Regions from separate parts of the Oryctolagus cuniculus genome. Here region 2 is linked to region 1. The links are chromatin contacts, called in public Hi-C maps. All regions are on one chromosome and are shown on one strand. The core of a region is the stretch at or near the end of the contact, and the rest is flanking DNA. Distances in the headings are between cores, read along the strand shown.

The links. A called contact is a pair of places that touch in the nucleus more often than the background predicts.
Region 2: a Hi-C map of embryonic fibroblasts shows a contact between it and region 1, with 4 times the contacts expected there. The contact joins the promoter of THBS1 here to the enhancer-like site in region 1. A contact is called at or near these places in 2 of 6 Hi-C or Micro-C datasets (embryonic fibroblasts and skin fibroblasts).

What each region holds. Positions count from the first base shown.
Region 1 is chr12:62,576,668-62,581,253 of mOryCun1.1, reverse strand. No RefSeq gene overlaps it. Among named protein-coding and RNA genes, the nearest start is that of THBS1, 67 kb to the left of the region's middle. Within about 2 kb of position 3,148, at least 2 of the 8 cell types and tissues checked have an H3K27ac peak or open chromatin away from gene starts, as enhancers often do.
Region 2 is chr12:62,643,270-62,647,463 of mOryCun1.1, reverse strand. THBS1 (thrombospondin 1) reads right to left here and starts at 1,326. Exons shown (of 22, transcript XM_002717799.5): 1 at 1,161-1,326; 2 at 574-669; 3 at 1-288. The coding sequence starts at 640.

The DNA.
Region 1 (4,586 bases), core at 1,899-4,398:
ACAGTACAAACTGGAGTTATATTACTTGAGGTCCAATTCCAGTTTTCCTCACCAGCTTTATCGTCTTAGGAAAGTAACATAATATCAGTTGCCTTTATTTCCCTCATCTATAAAAGAAAATCTACAACATACGCTGGTGGGAAGGTAGAGAAGGGCATATGTAGCCTCTGTGAGGCACGTGCTGTAGTCTGTGGGACAAAGTAAATGCTGCACAATGCGTGGATGTCCTGTTACCTTCACTGCTTCCATTTCCACACACCACTTACTTCCTTCGTGCCTGGGAAGGAGATTGAGTGGGGTTTATGAAGAGCTAACCATGCCGCCCTGTGAGGAGGCTTTCACTGCCTCTTGCTGTGTGCAGCTTTGTGTATACTTCATGGGTGAAGCTGTCCCCAAAGGGGGCTAGCCTGTGTGCCAATGTCAGCTCTTGCTTCCACTCCCAGTGAGGCTCTTAGGCTTCTGGGCAGCTGTTGAACGGTGGGACTGGATGAGAGCTAGCAGGAAGTCCACCCAAGCCTAGATGCGTGATGTTGGAAAAGTGAATGCTGGCCTTCGAAGGCCAGGGTGTCTCTGCAGAGCTGTCTTCTTTTTTTTTTTTTTTTTTTTTTTTTTTTTTTGACAGGCAGAGTGGACAGTGAGAGAGAGAGACAGAGAGAAAGGTCTTCCTTTGCCGCTGGTTCACCCTCCAATGGCCGCCACGGCCGGCGCGCTGCGGCCGGCGCACCGCGCTGATCCGATGGCAGGAGCCAGGAGCCAGGTGCTTTTCCTGGTCTCCCATGGGGTGCAGGGCCCAAGCACCTGGGCCATCCTCCACTGCACTCCCGGGCCACAGCAGAGGGCTGGCCTGGAAGAGGGGCAACCGGGACAGAATCCGGCGCCCCGACCGGGACTAGAACCCGGTGTGCCGGCGCCGCTAGGCGGAGGATTAGCCTAGTGAGCCGCGGCGCCGGCCTAGAGCTGTCTTCTAATTGCATCGCCTGCCACAGATACGCCAGCACTTCAAAAGTAAACTAGGTTTTCTTCAGGCCTTGTCATAAAAATATTAATATGCAATACAAAGATGATATGAAAATGTGGGTAGATTTGAAATAGTATTCATTTTTAAATGGTCTATAAATGACCTCTCTATAATTTTAAAAATATTCACCTGTAAACCTTTATGCCTGAGTTCACTGTTTACTTTTTCCAAAACACACCAAGTGTATTATACTCACTGCTGTATTTTTTTTTTGGATTTTTTTTATTTTTTGACAGGCAGAGTGGACAGTGAGAGAGAGAGACAGAGAGAAAGGTCTTCCTTTTGCCGTTGGTTCACCCTCCAATGGCCGCTGCGGCCGGCGCACCGCGCTGATCCGAAGGCAGGAGCCAGGTGCTTCTCCTGGTCTCCCATGGGGTGCAGGGCCCAAGCACTTGGGCCATCCTCCACTGCACTCCTGGGCCACAGCAGAGAGCTGGCCTGGAAGAGGAGCTACCGGGACAGAATCCGGCGCCCCGAATGGGACTAGAACCCGGTGTGTGGGCGCCGCAAGGTGGAGGATTAGCCTAGTGAGCCGCGGCGCTAGCCTACTCACTGTTGTATTTTACATGCAGAAAGTTACAGTATGAGGAAGGGCAGCCAGGACCTGATTCAACTGTTGAGCCAACTCCATGGAACAGCTGGGCCCAGGAGTTCAGATTTCATACTCTCCTGTTGACCTCAATTTGTTTTTTCTTTTGAGAAGATCTTGCCTTTTGTAGTGTAACTCTGTGGCAGAACCTGTGTAGATTAGGAAGGATGGCTATGGTCGTTAATCCTATGGAGAGTTAGTGGCTGAGTGTTCCTTGCCTTTCTCCATTGGCTCCACCAAATCCAGCCACCTTTCTAAGCAAACTGATGTGCATGGGCCTTATCAATGGACCTTAGATTTAGCACTGGGAGGCACCAGGAAGAGATTAGAGGGTGGGAGGAGAAGGGTGGGTTTTAATCCCCCTGTCTCCCTCCTGATGCTACTCCTTCACTGAAGATTTAGACTCTCCAGAGCTGTTTTCCTCACTTGTGGCTCTCTCAGGGTCTGGTAGCAGCTCCTCCCCTTAATCCTTCAAATCTATGGGAGTCGGCACTTTCTACTATGGCTACTTCCGGGATGCCTTGCCATCCCCTCCCTGGGTGTTCTCTTAATCATCCCTGCACATGACTCCTTCATGAAGATCTCCTCAATTGGAACACACCATCTGTTTCCCTCCAGGATCCTGACTGATATAACGGCCAAAATAAGCTCTTCTGTGGGCAGCATTGAGGGAGGCAGAAAATAAAGAAGATAACACTGTCCACTTACTGCAGGCTTGGGAAGTGCTTTGCATGTATTCAATAAATATTTACTCATTGCTTTCTGTAGGCTAAACACTGGTGGATAAAACAGCCTCTGCTCTCAGATGGATGACAGCAGCCTGTTATGATTATCACTACTTCAAACACTGGGAGGGTGAGTCCCAGAGAGGTTGAATTACTTTCCCAAGGGTTGCAGAGCTAGGATTGGAACCTCTGCCATCTGACTCCAAAGTCCATGCCTCGAGTGAGCTGTCAAGCCTGCAGCTGGATGATACCCTGGGAATGGAGCTGTTTTGCTTGGCTTGGTGATGAGAAGAGAGTAGGGGAAGCCTGGAGCCTTCACAAGGGAAGATCATGGAGCTGAACTTGCCTAGGCCTACTACATCATGGATGAGCTGGTGCTGGGCTGTGGGGATCAGTCCTGGCAGTTGGTGACAGTGCTGACCCTGGGCAGGCTGAGAATAAGGTATTCAGGTTCTTATCCATGGCCCTTCCCAGTTCTGCCATCAGCCGGCTTTTGGCAGCAGGTAGGGATACCTCTGTTGTTCAAGTCCAGGCATTTTTCTCTGTCCTAGCACAGGCATTTTTGTGCCATGAAGAGACTGTGTCCCCCAGGTAGTGACCATAACAGGTCACTACCCTCCGTAGATTCCTGAAGGACATGCTAAGCCTCAAGGAGAAAGATAAACTTGCTGCCATATTGGTTTTAGAGTCAAGATTCAAATCCCTGGTTCTTCTCCACTTCTGAGGACTGTTCCTCAAATCCTGAAGAGACTGGCCTTGGACTGAGCCAACTTCCTGAAGGGACATTGCTGACCAGCAGTCGGAATGGTCTGCACGCCCACAGCTGAACCTCCAGGGATGCCTTGGAGCGGCAACTCTCATGGTACAGCCTGTGACTCATAGACCATTGGGACCACAGGCTGGAGTCTGGATGCTGTCCAATTCTCTACAGCCCTGAGACCGACTGGACCAGCATCCAAGTCAGGGAGAGAGCAGCCTTTATCATTCTCTTATTTTCAGAAGAATGTGTCATTATTTCCAAAGCTCCTTTATAAAATGTTGCGCGCTTCTGACTAGCCTGTTTCCTTCTGTGCATTTTTACCTCCTTCCCTCACTTCCTTCCTCCCTCATTCCTTTCATCCCTCCTCTTCCATCATTTTTCCTATTTCCTATTTCCATTTTCTCTTTTGATTTCTTTCTGTTTCTCTCTCTTGTCTTTGTTGTCGCCATTCTTTCCTTGGAGAGTCACCTTGGTCAGCTTCAGGTGTTAGCTTAGGAACTGGAATTCAGAGTTCAAAGAGACATCTTCTATGTAAGTGTTCATCTTTTTTTTGGCACCCAGGTGAATATCAATGACACCCCCTCTGTCATCAGGCAGATAAACAGACACCTCTTGACTCAGAAAGGGCTTGACCCTTGAAAGATTCAAATGGGGGGACCAGTGCTATGGCACAGCGGGTTAACGCCCTGGCCTGAAGCGCTGGCATCCCATATGGGTGCTGGTTCTAGTCCTGGCTGCTCCACTTCCAATCTGGCTCTCTGCTATGGCCTGGGAAATTAGTAGAAGATGGCCCAAGTCCTTGGGCCCTTGCATACATGTGGGAGACCCGGAAGAAGCTCCTGGCTCCTGGCTTTGGATTGGCGCAGTTCCGGCCGTTGCGGCCAATTGAGGAGTGAACCATCGGATGGAAAAACTCTCTCTCTCTCTCTCTCTCTCTCTCTCTCTCTGCCTCTCCTCTCTCTGTGTAACTCTGACTCTCAAGTAAAAAGTAAATAAATCTTAAAAAAAAGATTCAAATGAAGAAATTACAGGGAATTGAAACATGGGTATCAGAGAAGAATCTTCTATTTTTTTGAGGGAGCCAAAGAAACATACTGATATTCACGCCTATTTCCTAACTGTGATGAGAAAGCAGGATACAATCAGGCTAACAGCATGCACAACTGGATGGCAACAACAAAGAGCTCATTTTTCATAAAACTAAAATGTAGAGTGATTTTGAACTCTCTTTGTCTCTTGGCTTAGTAAAAGCAGTGTGGGTCATAGGGGAACCCTTGTTGGGTATCAAGTTGTCTAACTCATTGCACAGGTTTCTCTCCTGCTCTTCTCACCTTGCAGTGAGCACATCAGTCTTCCTTTAGCTTTCTTACTCCATCCCCATGAGTGACCATTAACACAGGATTTTCCATGACCCAGTTCTTAACAGTTGATGATAGAAGTGAGAGGCTCTTGCCAGGAATTTTTACTTGTAGAAAAATCTCTAGAGGAGCTCTT
Region 2 (4,194 bases), core at 77-2,576, 68 kb before region 1:
CGCTGAAGACCTGGCCAGAGTGGTCTTTCCGCTCCAAAGCCAGCAGCGTGCCCCGGGTCTTCTTCATCTGCCTCAGGGAGGCCAGGAAGAGGAAACCTTTCTCTGCGCGCACAGCATCCACTAGGTCCTGGAACTTGTCGTCAGGCACCGGGGGGATCAGGTTGGCATCTTCGATGCGGTAAGCAGGGCTGGAAGGGTCAGGACCCTTCACGAGCCGGCGCCCAGAGCCCTTGCGGGCAGCCCCGGTGAGTTCAAAGATGTCAAACACGCTGTTGTCTCCCCCAGATTCTGCCGGACAGGAAAGGACAACAGTGAGTTTTCTAGGCTAGGGCTGGGGCTGGGGCTGGGGCTGGGGCTGGGGCTGGGGCTGGGGCTGGGGCTGGGGCTGGGGGAGGGAGCTGAGCCCTGGCAGCCGGCCCACAGGCACGGGCAGCCACTGAAAGAGCTGACTGGACACCGCGATCAGAGCAAGGCTGCATCTTGATACTCAGCTGGGGCTCAGGGGAGAGACGGCTGGGAGGGAGAGCCAGTGCCTTCTCCTTCCACCTGCCCTGAGGTGTCGCACAGACTCACCTGGAATGTGGTTGCTGCCACACACCTGCAGCAGGAACAGGACACTGAGTCCCCAGGCCAGCCCCATGGTGGAGCTGTCTGTGCCCAGCAGGGAGCCTGCAGCAAGAAGCGCAAGAGCACAGGGTCAGAGACAGCGAAGACTGGGGGCTAGTAGGGGGCCAGAGCCCCGCAGCCCTCCTGGGCCTCACATTCGCTGGAGACACCGCGGGACTGGTTTTCCAGAGGGCATCATGCAAAAAATGAGAGTTGGAGGGAGGTGAAGCCAGGGGCACCCGGACCACCAGCGGGGGTGGGGGGTTGTTTCTTGGGAAGTTGAGAGTGAACAGCAGGGCCAGGAGATGCAGCTAGGGGGAGGAGGGAGGGCATGACGAAGTAGCCTCCTCCCTAGAGGACAGTTAGCAAGGTTTAGGTAGGACTTGGAGGAATCCTGGGGCGCTCTGATGAGTTAGTTTGTGAATTCCTAGCTGAAGAGTCCCGCCGGCGGCTGGGAGGGACAGAATGGGGGCAACGAAAGAGAGGAGAACCTGGGAGCTCGAGATGGATGGCCAGGGCGGTGCGGGCTCCTGGCGACCGCCCGGGGCGCTTACCTGTGTAGACGTGGGCTCAGCGGCCGGGAGCGGCGGCGAAGACGCAGGAGAGGCGCCGGGGTAACCGGTTAGCCCGGGGGACCGCGGTCGGACTCGCAGGCTGAGCAGGAGGATCGCTCGCTCGCTGGAAACCCGAAGTGGCCGGCTGGCTCGGGTGCAGTGGCTGGCGAGGCGAAGCGGCGCGCTTTTAAAGGGGGCGCTCGCATTCCTGGGGATTCCTCTGGCCAATGGGCGGCGACCGGGCAGGAAGCGGGAGGGGGGCCAGTCTGGGTCGCGCTCCCCGCCCCCAGCCGCCCGGCGCGCAGCTTTCCAGCTAGGAAGCTGAGGGGGGAGCGGCTGCCGGCGCAGGAGCGTCGCAACTTCTCAGAAATAACAGGCGCCCGCCCAGGCAGCCTTGGCGCGCGCAGCCTCGGAGCTCGGGCTCCTGGGCCACGCGGCCCGAGGCGTTTGGCGCGAGCGTCCCGGGCAGCGATGGGGCTTAGCGACCACCGCAGACCCATGGGAGGGCTCTCGGGCAAGCTCGTACCCTTGAATACCCCGCCCAGGGCTGTGGCTCAGAGGTGGACGCTTTGAGACGGCTTTGCAAAAATGGTGGGCCTGATGGGGACACAGGGGACCCCTCGGGAGAACCAGCTGTCCGGGAGAAGTGGCCCCTGGGGTGCAGGCCGACCCCAGCCCATCATCCTGCCGGGGTGGGGCGGCAGGCGTCCCCCGTGCCGACGCACCTGGACTGGCGCGCACGCCTGCCCCGCGCCTGACCTCTCCAGGCTGAGCGTGCGGAGTCGCGCCGGGCCTGCAGGGCGCTGTGCGCAGCTCGCACTTGCCGAGTCCCCGCGACGGTCGCTTCGGCGGTGGCTGCCGCGCTCCCACGGCTTGCCGCTTGGGGGCGGTATGCGTATTGCTATCGAGGGGACCCACGCCGAGTGCTGCTTGCCAGTAGGGGAGTTTTAAGCGAATGGACTCCTGTCCGGCTCCCTCAAGCCAAAACTAAAGTTTGTGTCTTGAAAAACAGTCTTCGTGCCCACTCGTGCTTCTTAACGTGACTCCTGGTTGGAGAGTTTGCAGAGCCATCTGGCTCCAGGGTCTTAAACTATTTACAGAACAGACCCGGAGAGTAATAAATTACTCGCTGCCTATTATTTTATTTCCCTTTTTCCTCCCTAAGCGTTCCTTTCATTTTTCGGCTCCTGAAACCAAGGCGTGGGTTACATTTCTGTGGGTACGCACATTGCCATGGGCCCTGCAGCCTGATGCTTCTGTCATTGACGTCTGGTCTCCAAGCCACTGTCCCAAGCCAGCATGACTGCAGCGGCCTGGAATTCCATTCATCTGCCTGGGATGGGACGTCAGCAGCCACTGCTGCCCCTGCCGTGGTCCCGCGTTATCAGGCTGGCCCAAGGACCAGGGCACAGGTAGAAGCTTCACCAAATAAGGGTCTCGTGCCACACGCAGAGGGGACCTTCCCTCCCCCCACCTCCTTTCTTAGCAGTGACACCTGGCAGGACTCCCACTGCTGGAAACACGCACGGGTTCCGCGCATCTGACAGCGGCGTCACTTTCCTTGTGTGACAAGGTGTGCCTGTGTGTCCATCAAGCGCCTCTAGGAGATACACATGTTCCTAAGATGCCTGTTTGTTTGCTGCATTTCGATGTCTCGAGGCAGGAGTCAAAGTTTCTATTGGCTGATGAGTCAGATCGGATTCCGGTCCTGGAAGTCGCAGGTAGTGAGTCATGCGCACAGATCTGAAGGGAGCAGCAGCCATGCGTGTCCTCCCACTTTCCTCTCCCTCTCCTTCCCCGGCAGCCAGTTTGCTCTTTGCAAGAGGCTTTTTTTTTCTCTCTCTCTCTCTACTTGTGACTAATTCTTCCTGGTACTGGGCACTTAGGAACCAGCACTTTTTGGAGGACTGGCCAGCTGATGGCACTGGGCTCCTGTGGCCCAGGTTGATATTTTAGACAGATCCCCCACAAAACCAGGGCACAGCCTTCTTGTACCCAAAGACCCTCGCCCCTCGGCTTAGCCCCACAGGTGAAGTAGCCCCAAGCGCTTGCTGCCCTGGCTGGGGATCACAGAAATGCGTCTGGGTTGTCTTGGAGCTTGCTGTGTTTGCTTCGTAGAGAGGAAGGTCCCCTGGATGAGGCCCGGAGGAACCTTCTTGTCAGTGTTTCGTCAGAGAACGCTAATGGCAGCCTAGGTGCTGTTTAGGTTCAACACGGGGTCCTCCCCAGGACCCCGTCACTCGGTCATTCTGCAGGCAAGTGCAGGTGGCAGAGGAGTGGGTGTCCTGGCAGCTCTTGGGAACTCTACCACGTTCTTCCTGGTCAGCGTGGGCCACGTGGTGCCGGGGACACCTCACCTACCTCTGGGAAGCTTGGAGAAGAGGAGGAACAGCAGAAGAGGGGCCTTATTGCCTTTCCTGGGGGGACGCAGTGACCCTCGCATGTGCGTCCCCTGAGGGACAGGGAGTTCAGGCCAGTACACCGCCAGGGACTGGAGTCATGAACCTTTCAGCCAGGGGATCTCGTTCTGTGACCCCCATGGCACGAGAGAGCCCTTTTGCCACAGCCCCAGATGCTGTTCGCGGTGGACATCCAGGAGTGAGCATCGTTTCTGATTTCATTACGTCATTGTACCTTCTTCTGAAGAACTCCGAGGTGTAGTCTGGTGGCTTCATAAAGGAAAGAATAGCCAGTCTGGGCTGAGTGGCTTGGCATCTTTGAGCATGACTTTTTTCTTTAAAATCGTAAGGCATGTGGCATCTCACCCTAGCATGTTCTATTGCCAAGTTCTCCTCATTAGAGATGAGAGGAACCTAAATGTTTTGCCAGTAAATATTAGGAAAGCACTGCCAGTGACAGCCAGTTTAAACATTGCCTGTCATTAGGGACAGCAAGGCGATTGAGAAAAAAACCCAAAATTGTTTCTCTAGCAAAAGATAGCAAAGTGTGACTGGGAAACGTAGGCAATGTTCGTCAGTGGAGATTTTCCTAGAAATGTACGGCAACCAGTACTTGTGTTCTAGACTGGTGCAAA